2 separate regions of the Mus musculus genome follow, and region 1 is linked to region 2. The links are chromatin contacts, called in public promoter capture Hi-C maps. All regions are on one chromosome and are shown on one strand. The core of a region is the stretch at or near the end of the contact, and the rest is flanking DNA. Distances in the headings are between cores, read along the strand shown. Region 1 holds the start of Manba (mannosidase, beta A, lysosomal). Region 2 holds the start of 4933401H06Rik (RIKEN cDNA 4933401H06 gene).

Region 1 (5,890 bases), core at 833-3,332, 350 kb after region 2:
TCAAAATTGTGCAGGCAAACGTCCTGGGGACGTGGTTCAGCTGGTGAAGTGCTTGTCCTCAAGGAGGGCCCGGGTTGAGATTCCACTGTAATCCTGGCAATGGGAGAGTGGAGACTGTGGCTAACTCGTCTAGGCATTCACTGAGCTTGGGGTTCAGTGAAAGTCCCGGACTCAATAAATAAGGTAAATATGACTGATGACAGTCAACACCAACCTCTGGATCACACACACACACACACACACACACACACACACACACACACACAATTATGCAGGCTTACTATGTAGTTCAGCATGGATGTTCCTCAAACCATTAAAAATGGTGACACTCAACCTGTATTAGTAGCTCAAGCCTTTAATCCTAGCACTCGGAAGGCAGAAACTTGTGAAGTTTGAAGCCAGCCTGCCAGGGCTACACAGAGAAACCCTGTCTTGAAAAAAAAAAAAGCAAACAAGGCAAATTAACAAAGAATACAAAACAAAAACAACTCTGTCTCAAAAACAATAGCAATAAAAAGAACCACTAGGAATAAGCCCCCCCCTCCCCCATAACAGCTGCACCACTCCTTCCGATACCTGAAGGATCCTAGGACAGCATAGTGCAGAAATATCTGTGTAGCCATTTGGTTGCGGCATGATAGCCAAGTGATGGAATCAGCCCAGATGCCCACTAACAGACAAATGGTTAAAGAAAATCACACACACACACACACACACACACACACACACACACACACACACACATTTTCCATAGGAAAAATGATGTAATTAGGCTGTGCATGATGGTAAACACTTATATCTCCAGCACATGGGAGGAGGAGGCAGGAGGATCAGGAGTTCAGGTGGTCCTCAGTTACATTGGGAATTCAAGGTCAGCCTGAACTACATGGGATCCTGTCTCAAAAGCCAGAAAAAAAAAAGAAGGTAAGGATAATGAAGACAATAAAAATTGGTAACAAAACAACAACATAAGACAAATGAGAATGAAAACAAGATATGGCATGTTTTTACTCATGTTGACTCTAGATGTAAATATATGTATTCATAAGTGTACGTATATAGGACACCATAATGGAAAGAAACTCCTTGAACGAGGGAGGGATCACGTGGTGGCAAGACCCAGTAAAAAGTGAATATGGGCAGAGAACATGGTGCACTCACATGAAACTATCATAAAGAAACCTACCACACTGTTGGATGACAGACTCTCATTTAAAAAAAAAATGTCAGCACGGTATTCAGGCTTTAGGATTGGGGTGTAGTTCGGTGGTGGTACAATGTGTGCTTAGTATACTCATGGTTCTGGGTCTCTCTCTCTCTCTCTCTCTCTCTCTCTCTCACACACACACACACACACACACACACACACCACACACACACTTGCACACACTCCCCTCCCAAATATTTAGGCTCCTCATTAGCATCAACAACCAAACTTTACTAGTGCTCTCCCCAATCCCTTGTGTTTATTTCAAACCTGACGCACGAGGCTTCAAAGCAGAAAAAGAAAACCCGGACATCCTAGGGTCGGCGAACTTTGATTAACTAAAAGCTACAAGCATCCAGATGATTGCAACAGTAACCCTGTCCGGAGGGAGAAAGGTAAGTCCTCTTAGGAAATGCTTGAGCAGAGAATCACCACAATAAGTAGACAGCAGACATACCGTTTGTTTCATATACACAACTTCCGCCTTCCAAGGTCACTGAAGACCCAGCGAGGGAGGGTCAGTGTCCACAACTGGCCTGAACTCCCAGGCCATTCCCCCAACTGCCCACAGCTGCACCTACTGACCTGGACCCGCATGGGGGGTGTGGGGGGTGACTGTGCGTCCTACCTGGATCAGCCCGTGCTGGTGCAGGGCGCTGTGCACATAGCCGGGGACAGTCGCCGGTAGCTCCAGGGAGCCATTCCCGTTGCTCACCCGCCAGCTCCCGCTCAGGCTGTAGCTAGGACCTGCCACCACGCAGCCGGCCCGAAATAGCGCCAATATCAAGAGCAGGTGAAGATGCATGCTGACCGCTCGCAAGCAGGAACCCGGCAGTGTCGCCCAAGCCTTGCCAAGGCCTGGACGCTGTGTCCCCGCCCCGAGCACGGACCCGCCCCCAGGTCAGCTGAGCGCTTCCCGCAGCCCTGCAGGGAGGAACTGAAGCCGGGACCCGCCACGCGGGTACAAGCACCGCCCAGGGCCAGGGTCTCTGCGACCTGTGAGCTGGGCTTCTCGCTCCAGCTCGATCCTGTAAGTGGGGCGCTCATCCGAATGATGAAAAGCGACAGAAAAGTCTGGAAAGCAGAGTCTGACCATTTGGGAGACGACAGGTGCGCGTCCACAATAGTACGCAGGCTCTGCCCGGGGACAGCTCCTACCACGCCTGACCAGCAGATTGTACATGGTCCCCCGGCCCCAGGATTTGTCAGGCTGAACGCTCCCTCAATACGCGACCTGCTGGGACTAAACAGTGCTAACTATAAACTCGTAGGGTTGCTTCAACTGTTGACTGAGAGGCGCCATGTGCTCCCTGTTAGTGGTGGCTACATCATGGAGCTGCTTCTGAGGTTCCTATGAAACTGCGTTAGTGTTACAGGTGAGTCTGAAATTCCCTCCTTCACTGTTGAGTTGTGGGACTGAACAAGCAACAGAATTCCCATTCCCTGAATTTAAAAGAATGCAGATGCCAAGCGTGCTGGCGCACGCCTCTAATCCCAGCACTTGGGAGGCAGAGGCAGGCGTATTTTTGAGTTCGAGGCCAGCCTCCTCGAACAAAGTGAGTTCCAGGATAGCCAGGGCTACACAGAGAAACCCTGTCAAAAAAAAAAAAAAAAAAAAAAAGAATGCAGACGCTTAGCCGGGCCGTGGTGGCATACGCCTTTAAGCCCAGCACTTGGGAGGCAGAGGCAGGCGGATTTCTGAGTTCGAGGCCAGCCTGGTCTACAAAGTGAGTTTCAGGACAGCCAGGTCTACACAGAGAAACCCTGTCTCGAAAAAAACAAAACAAAACAATGCAGACACTAATTTCAGAGACGGAGACGCAGGCTGGGTTCTTCATCTTCTTTTAAATAAACAAAACACCCCACATTTTACTTACTAATTTCATGGAGGAGTTGAATGGGGGTTCCTGCCACAGCGAGCGTGTGGAAGTCAGCAGACAGCTTGTGAGGAGTCCCAGGGCTAGAACTTAGGGTGTCAGGCTTAGAGACATTCCCCCTTAACGGCTGCTCTATCTCATTGGCCCCTGGGTTCTTCTCATGAAGCAAAACTCGGAATATATATATATATATATATCTACTACAGCTTAAGCAAGGACATTGAGAGACGCTTCAGAAAGGACAGCAGTACCCAGAGGACAAAGTTCAGCTGTCTCAAGGCAGAAGAGCAAGCATAAGGAAGTTGAAGTTGGTGTTTTCTGTGCGTTTGAAGTTACACTGTTTAAAAGACAGGTGAAGGGAGGTGCAGGTAGTGGCTCACAACCTGTAAGCCTGAAGTCTAACGACACTGTGACTGGCTATAACCTGGAATCAAGGCACTTAGGAGACAGAGGGAGGAGGATCAGGAGTTCAAGACTGTCGTTGTCTACATAGGGACCTTGAAGCCAGCTTGTTTCAAAAATGTAACAATGGTTGGACGGGAGAGGTGACTCAGTGGTTAAGAGCACTTGTTTTTTGTTTGTTTGTTTGTTTGTTTGTTGTCTTTTGTTTAGTCGGCAGATCTGCAACTTCATTCGGCATTCAGCAGGTTAGTTCTCATCCACACCGACCTTCTATAGATTTCTGAATGTGGTACCAGGTAGGTAAGTTAACAGTTTGTAGAATTTGTTTGGTGAGTCCCCATCCTCATTATGTTTTCTGGACAAACGTACATGAATATATGATGGAGCATTGAGCCCGGCATCAGTGTAAACATCTGGAGTTCCCATTTCCTTCATGGCAAATGTCCCAAGGGGCACGCTCCTTGAAGCCTACTTCGGTGTGTGTGCTTGAGAATGCTAATGGCGCATTCTCTGGTCATCACTTCTTTTATGGCAGAATGGCTCTTCTGCTCGCCGCTTTTCTTTGTGGGAACCATTTTGCCAGGCCAAGTTCAAGAACACTCATTCTTGCAGAGGACTTGCATTCAATTTCCAGCACCCACTTTGTGACTCACAGACACCTGTAACTCTCGTCCCAGTAAATCCAAGGTCCTCTACAGACCTCTGATGGCATGAGACATGCATGTCCTGTACATACATATAGACATAAATACATACCGTTGAGATATAAATTCACATTAAATAATAAATAATTTTTCATTAAAGTAATAATAGCAAGTAAGATTAAGTCTGTAGGTGTAGGTGGGGAATGCTCCAATAGAATTGCTCATGGAGATTAGGAACACAGAAGAGCCTGGTGCCTCATTCCAAGCCAGAAGCTGCAAATGTGGAAATTCTTAAACCCATTATTATGCACTCACTGATAAGTGGATATTAGTCCAGAAACTTAGAATTCTCAAGATGCAATTTGCCAAACACAAGAAAATCAAAAAGAAGGAAGACCAACATGTGGATACTTCATTCCTCCTTAGAATAGGGAAAAAAAATACCCATGGAAGGAGTTACAGAGACAAAGTTTGGATCTGAGACAAAAGAATGGACCATCCAGAGACTGCCCCACCTGGGGATCCATCCTATAATCAGGCACCAAACCCAGACATTATGGCATATGCCAGCATGATTTTGCGGAAAGGACCCTGATATAGCTGTCTCTCGTGAGGCTAGGCCAGTGCCTGGTAAATACAAAAGTGGATGTTCATAGTCATCTATTGGATGGAACACAGGGCCCCCAATGGAGGTGCTAGAGAAAATATCCAAGGAGCTGAACGGGTCTGCAACCCTATAGGTGGAACAACAATATGAACTAACCAGTACCCCAGAGCTCGTGTCTCTAGCTGCATATGTACCAGAAGATGGCCTAGTCGGCCATCATTGGGAAGAGAGGCCCCTTAGTCTTGCAAACTTTATATGCCCCAGTACAGGGGAACGCCAGGGCCAAGAAGTAGGATTGGGTGGGTAAGGGAGCAGGATGGGGGGAGGGTATAGGGGACTTTCGGGATAGCATTTAAAATGTAAATGAAGAAAATATTTAATAAAAAAATTGGAAAAAAGAATAAAGGAAAGGAGGCAGACTCTCCTCTCTTTCTCTCTCTCTCTCTCTCTCTCTCTCTCTCTCTCTCTCTCTCTCTCTCTCTCACACACACACACACACACACACACACACACACACACACACACAGATAGAGAGATAGATAGATAGGTAGATAACACCTGATAAGATAGTGCTTGGGGAAGCTTGACAGTTGCCACGGTCCCTAGACTCTCAACTATCACGAGGAATAAAAGTGGTAGAATCTCTGCCTCACCACCACAGTGTGTCAAGGATGCATAACTGTGGTAAACTGAGAAGAATCAAGGCTTGAGCTGGGATCCTGGAATCCTGCCCAAGACCATCAGAGATGTCATTCGCAGGACACATAGACAACGTCAGCAAGATACAAGAATTGAGTCCCTCTGAAGGCGCTCCCAAAGAGCATCACCGTTTGTCTTCAAGCGTGGTGACCTAACTGGGGAAAGAGGGAGGCCCGGAAGCAAGAACAGCTATAGAAGGCAAGAGGATACAAAAGGAAACCATGGACTCTCTTCTCCTCAGCTGGACTGTTGGGAAGAGAAATATTTCAATTATTTGTGAGACTGACATTTTAAACAGAACTAGACTTTTAGAATCCCTGAAGTAGCTAGGATTTTTTTTCCAGCTTCACACAAGGCAGAGTCATCTGGAAAGAAGAACCTTGATTGAGAAAATGCCCCGTGACATTGGCCTGTAGGCAAGCCTGTGGGCATTTTCTTAGTTAATGATTACTGT
Region 2 (5,494 bases), core at 1,972-4,471:
GTAAGAGTAGGGGGCGCCCTTTCCCTGCCTGGGTTGCACTCTCCTTTGGTCGGCACAGAGCACCTCACCATCATGCCTGTGCCCTTCCAGGTGACACATGACTTAGACCTAGACATCCAGACCTAGAAAAAGATTTTTAAACTGTCATGATTGTGGGTGTGGCTATGTCTGAATTTCATATCCCCTTGGCTCTGCTTATCTGGATGGACGAATTCTCTTCTTAGCTGAAGGGAAGTTACTGGTGTTTTTTTTTTCTTTTCTTCATCAAGCAAGAGTTCCAATTGATAGGAAAAAGTCACTCGTTGGTTTATATTTGTTTGAGAAAGTCTGGTTGATCACTGTAGCTCAGGTTAGCCTTAGAATCCACTATAAAGTCCTGAGCACCCTAAGTGCTAGGATAACAGGCATAAGTCACAGTGCCTGGCTGCTACCTGTGGTGACAAATACAAGCTCTCTTAGTCTTCAAAGCTTGCCCAATTCTTCTTTTGGCCTGTACTTGGCTGTCTCGCCAAATAGCACCCATTGAATCAGACAATGAGACCATATGCCCTTATGCCTCTGCTGCCACCCTCTTCAAATCAAACCAGAAGCAAATGTTATACCATCCAAAGTCACCCCAGTGACTACTTCAGATTATGTGGTGGATTGGAACTCTGAGAAAAGCATCCCCAACAAGGACTCTGATACAGAGCCTGCTTCCCTGTGTGGGTGACTCTGTTACACAGGCTGTGTTCTCTCTGTACTGGTAGAGGAAGGGAGAGTAACTTAATACTTGCCAATTTTGTGATCACAATTAGAAAGAAGTACCAAGATCAGTTCACTTTCCCTTATTATAAAGTAACTCAGTTATACAAAAATCTATTACAAATCCTTAACAAAAGAGCCGAAGGAGGGACAAGGGCTTCGAGTCCGAGATGAAAAGAATCCTTAATGTCTTATTAGTGTCTTCTGTACCCTTGCCTGCTACACCACTGACTACCATAGCCATTGGTTTCCAGCAAAAATGCAGCTTCCTTGTAGAATCTGTCATGTGTATAGATAGCAGTGACCCAAGAGTAGGAAGCCATCCTTCCCACAACACCATGTGAGGCACAGTCTCCTGTTCTAGGCAGGCTGCCACTGTGAACCAACTGCATGCAAACCTGCCGGCAACTTTCTGGGCCTCTGTCCCTTGTGAGGCCTTCCTACTTCCTCTCTGTTTTCATTTCATGTATTCATTAACCAAATAGGTTGTTTACCCTTTCTTCACACAGGTGCAGAAGCTGGGAAAGGGGTTATGTCCATCACTGACTTGTCCCTCAGCACAGGAAACAGATGTAAAACAGGTAAACATGATAAAGGTAAGCAAGCACACGGCATGGTGAGATAAAAGCTTCCAGTCAAGGAAAACTCAATCACAACTTACCGACAACTGAGTTTTCTAAACAATAATTATCATAGGCATTCTGAGAAACAAAAGCTATAGCACATTAATTACTATTAACAGAAAAATGTGGATGAAGAAATGCCAAGCCAAGCGTGGCCCTGGTGGGGACAGAGTGACATGGCTCCTGACCCTGGGGCAGGTCCCTAGTGTGAACCTCCAGGAGATGCCGAGCCAGGTGTGGCCCTGGCAGGGACAGAGTAAGTTGGTGATATGATTCTTGCCTCTGGGACATGGCCCCGTTGTGAACCTCCACGAGTATGGATGACTGCTGTGGGCATAAGGCTTGTTTGTATAATAATGCACATATTTCACATTCCTCCTAGGAATGTCTTCTTTGTTAACATTAATGTCTCCAGGATAATCTGACAACATGGGTCCAGGTGAAGAAGGTGTGGCTAATGTCTCAGCAAAATGGTAAAGGCTGGGACCTTCAGGACAGCCCTTAAGGCTATGGGAAAGACCTATAAATACATGAGTTCAAAATATATATAATTTCTCAACTATGCAAAACATAAGAGTGCAATATGAATTATGGGGGCTTCATGAATCTAAAGGAACAAAGGCAGCTACACTCTGAGCTAGACTGTCAGAAAGACACAAAGGCAGGCAGATTCCTGAGTTCAAGATCAGCATGTATGCTTACAGTCTTTTAAGAATCAAAGGACTGCGGTCACGGGATGTTGATTCAAAATATAATCAAAAGGAAACCTGGAATAAATAACTGAATTGATATGTAAATTAAAAAACTGGGCTTTTGGTCTGCATGAGATGAGCTAGCAAAAGGCGATAGCAGTTGTTTAGAAATTCTCTCTAGTGAGAGCTGGGCTCTCTAGAAATCTCTGGAGAGCAAAACAGCTCTTCAAGAATTTTTTCTTACCAAGATTTCTGACTTAGTCGGAAGATCCAATAATTTTTTATAGCAGCTTCTCTGACTAAACCCAGACAGCATTTAGAACTTTTACCTACAGAGAGAGCTGTCTCAACCAGACAGTTTTTAGATGAGACAGACAGACAGACAGACAGACAGACAGACAGACTGACTGACTGACTGGAAAGCCATCTCAGCAGAACCTGAGTGGGCAGCTTGAACCCATGATTTGACTTTGAGTCGTTCTTTCTGCCACTCCCAGACACCCCTTCTCTCAGAACCCCACTCCAATGCCAAGGCTGGTCCTTGACAAAGAAATAACATCTTGGGAATATAAATTGTCCAAGATTAGCTCATAGGAGGTGAAGAGAAGATTCAAGTCTCATGTTTTCCCGTTACTAAGCAATTAGAGATTGACTGTTATGTCTTCTTCATTAAACATGGAGAGTAACTCAAATAATAAAAAGAAAATCCACAGGATCCTGCAGGGAACTGTATTTTATTGGGCCTACTAGTTTTTAGGGTCATAAAGTTAAATTGCTCTTTAAACTACTTAGGATCCTTGTGAGTGGGGACGGGGGAGGTGGGGAACAGAGATCACTTAAATACAGTTCTATCTCTCCCTTCTATCCCCATCTTTCAAATGGGAAAGCTGGGGTCCACAAAGGTTTCATTCAAGCAACAGAAACTAACAACTGACCCCAATGTCTCAAACATAGGCTCAGACTCCTAACACAGCTGGGGAGAGCCCGGCGTGGTCACGTGCTTCCAGCAATGAATGTGGACCATCTGGATACAGACTCTCTACAGCTGTTTAGATCCGGGACTCTCTCCTACAGCAGAGGCAGCCTGTCAGTGCACCTGAACTGCCGCTGCGCACGTTGCATACGTAACATAACGTAACGTAACGTAATGTAACGTACTCTGTGAGACCAGGACAATGGATTACATTAAAGAAGGAAAATGTGAAGACTGAAAATGCTTCTCTGATGAGAAAGCAGCCACCTAGATCCCACGAGCTCATGTTACCGTAATATTTACTAATAGGACTCTGACAATGCCTGGCGCATAACAGTTCCTGGTAGACAGGTGACAAATAAAATAAAATAAAATAAGAATAAAATAAAAACAGGGATAAATAAAGTGGAAAGGAGTGATGAGCTCTTGGCTGCTTGTGTATGTAACCAAAGGTACAAGAGTAACTGAAACAAAACAGGTGCAGAAATCTCCGTGACAGTAGATTAGTGTGGGGCACCTAGCTTAGATCCCAACCATTTAAAGTGCAGCTTTGAAAGTAACTATCGGGAAGTCTCTTCTAACCTGGAAGAAAAGCGATCGTTTCACCGATTTATCTCTTCAAGGGTCACTGACAGGTGTCACAAAGTCTGGTTGGTGGCTTACAGGCATGACACAACAGGAACATTCGAAGCAGGAGTGGACGAGAAAACGGCAGATCTGTCCGCTGTGATGACGGGATTACCTAACTCGGTGACCAGACACCTTGGTGTCCCTCCCTTTACGCGTCTCCAGCTCGCTGTCTACCAGCCTCTCCCAAGTCTACCATTGTAAGTGCCTCTTCAGAGTTGACACAATCTTTCTTGGCTTGACTTTTGGACACATTCTTAACACCATTAAAAGAGAAGGTTTGAGCAAGAAACACTCCAGACGAATAATCCTCTAGGAGGCCGAACTAGGGATGACAAGTATTCTCTGATATCAGTGCTTCCATTTTTATCTCACGCCTTCTTATGCTTCTTACTTAGGGCTGAATGGTGCGCATGTATTCAGAAACACACGCAAACACACATTCACACACACACATATATACACACATAGGAACACGCAGATATACACATACACCACTCACAGTCACACATACACACGCACTAAAACATACTGAAATACACATATATCAGATCACACAGATACGTGGCCACGTACAAATATGCTTACATACATACATACATACATGCATGCATGTGCACATACACACATACATTCTTCCAAGTCTTTCTGAAGAGCATATGAAGACTTCTTCTCTAGAATATATTATTATAAAGACAAAAATGTCTAATGAATTAGACACTATTAGGAAAAACTCCTTATGAAGCCGTGTGTAGAGATAGCATTGCTACGACAAGGCAGGTAAAGTGCAATTTACAGACAAAGACGCCCATATGTTGAGAATGTTCGTATCTAGGTCCTAAATTATGAGTGGTTTTTTTTTTCCTTTCTGCTTATCTAGCTTTCCCAATTTTAAACAATGTACTTGTGTTTCTATGGGGATCCATCCCATAACCAGACACTATTGTGGATGCCAACAAGAGCTTGCTGACAAGAGCCTGATATAGCTGTCTCCTGAGAGGCTCTGCCAGTGCCTGACGAATACAGGAGTGGATGCTCACAGCCATCCATTCAATGGAGCACAGGGTCCCCAATGAAGGAGCTTAGAGAAAGTACCCAAGGAGGTGAAGGGGTCTGCAGCCCCATAGGAGGAACAGCAATATGAACTAACCAGTACCCCCAGAGCTCCCTGGGACTAAACCACTAATCAAAGAAATTGCGCAGAGAGATCCATGGCTCTAGCTGCATATGTAGCAGAGGATGGCCTAGTCGGTCATCAATGGAAGGAGAGGCCCTTGGTCCTGTTAAGGTTCTATGCTCCATTATAGGGGAATGTCAGGGCCAGGAAGCAGGAGTGGGTGGGTTGGGAAGCAGGGGGAGGTAGGAGGGGATACGGGATTTTCAGAGGGGAAACTAGGAAAGGAGATAACATTTGAAATGTAGATAAAGAAAATATCAAATTTTTAAAAAGAAAAAAAAAACAAAAAAGTGACTCATTATTTTCTCTTTTATTTTCATCTCTTTTTCTAGGTTTTTACATGGAGGATGAACTGGAAGTTGATTTTTTTTAATTAGGTATTTTCCTCGTTTACATTTTCAATGCTATCCTAAAGGTCCCCCATACCCACCCACCCCCAATCCCCTACCCACCCACTCCCCCTTTTTGGCCCTGGCGTTCCCCTGTACTGGGGCATATAAAGTTTGCAAGTCCAATGGGCCTCTCTTTGCAGTGATGGCCGACTAGGCCATCTTTTGATACATATGCAGCTAAAGACAAGAGCTCCCCGGTACTGGTTAGTCCATATTGTTGTTCCACCTATAGGGTTGCAGTTCCCTTTAGCTCCTTGGGTAATTTC

The links. Promoter capture Hi-C pulls out the DNA fragments that hold promoters and counts their contacts.
Region 1: a promoter capture Hi-C map of liver shows a contact between it and region 2, with 3 times the contacts expected there. The contact joins the promoter of Manba here to the promoter of 4933401H06Rik in region 2. A contact is called at or near these places in 1 of 39 promoter capture datasets (liver) and 1 of 115 datasets of contacts at active chromatin or transcription factors (pancreatic cancer cells).

What each region holds. Positions count from the first base shown.
Region 1 is chr3:135,481,803-135,487,692 of GRCm38.p6, reverse strand. It overlaps Manba (mannosidase, beta A, lysosomal), which reads right to left and starts at 2,082. Exons shown (of 17, transcript NM_027288.3): 1 at 1,836-2,082. The coding sequence starts at 2,012. Gm30992 (a long non-coding RNA gene) reads left to right here and starts at 2,092. Exons shown (of 3, transcript XR_376111.4): 1 at 2,092-2,583; 2 at 3,697-3,731.
Region 2 is chr3:135,837,996-135,843,489 of GRCm38.p6, reverse strand. 4933401H06Rik (RIKEN cDNA 4933401H06 gene) reads left to right here and starts at 3,221. Exons shown (of 5, transcript NR_040540.1): 1 at 3,221-3,383; 2 at 3,656-3,859; 3 at 5,169-5,213. The region is part of intron 2 of Slc39a8 (solute carrier family 39 (metal ion transporter), member 8); the gene reads right to left.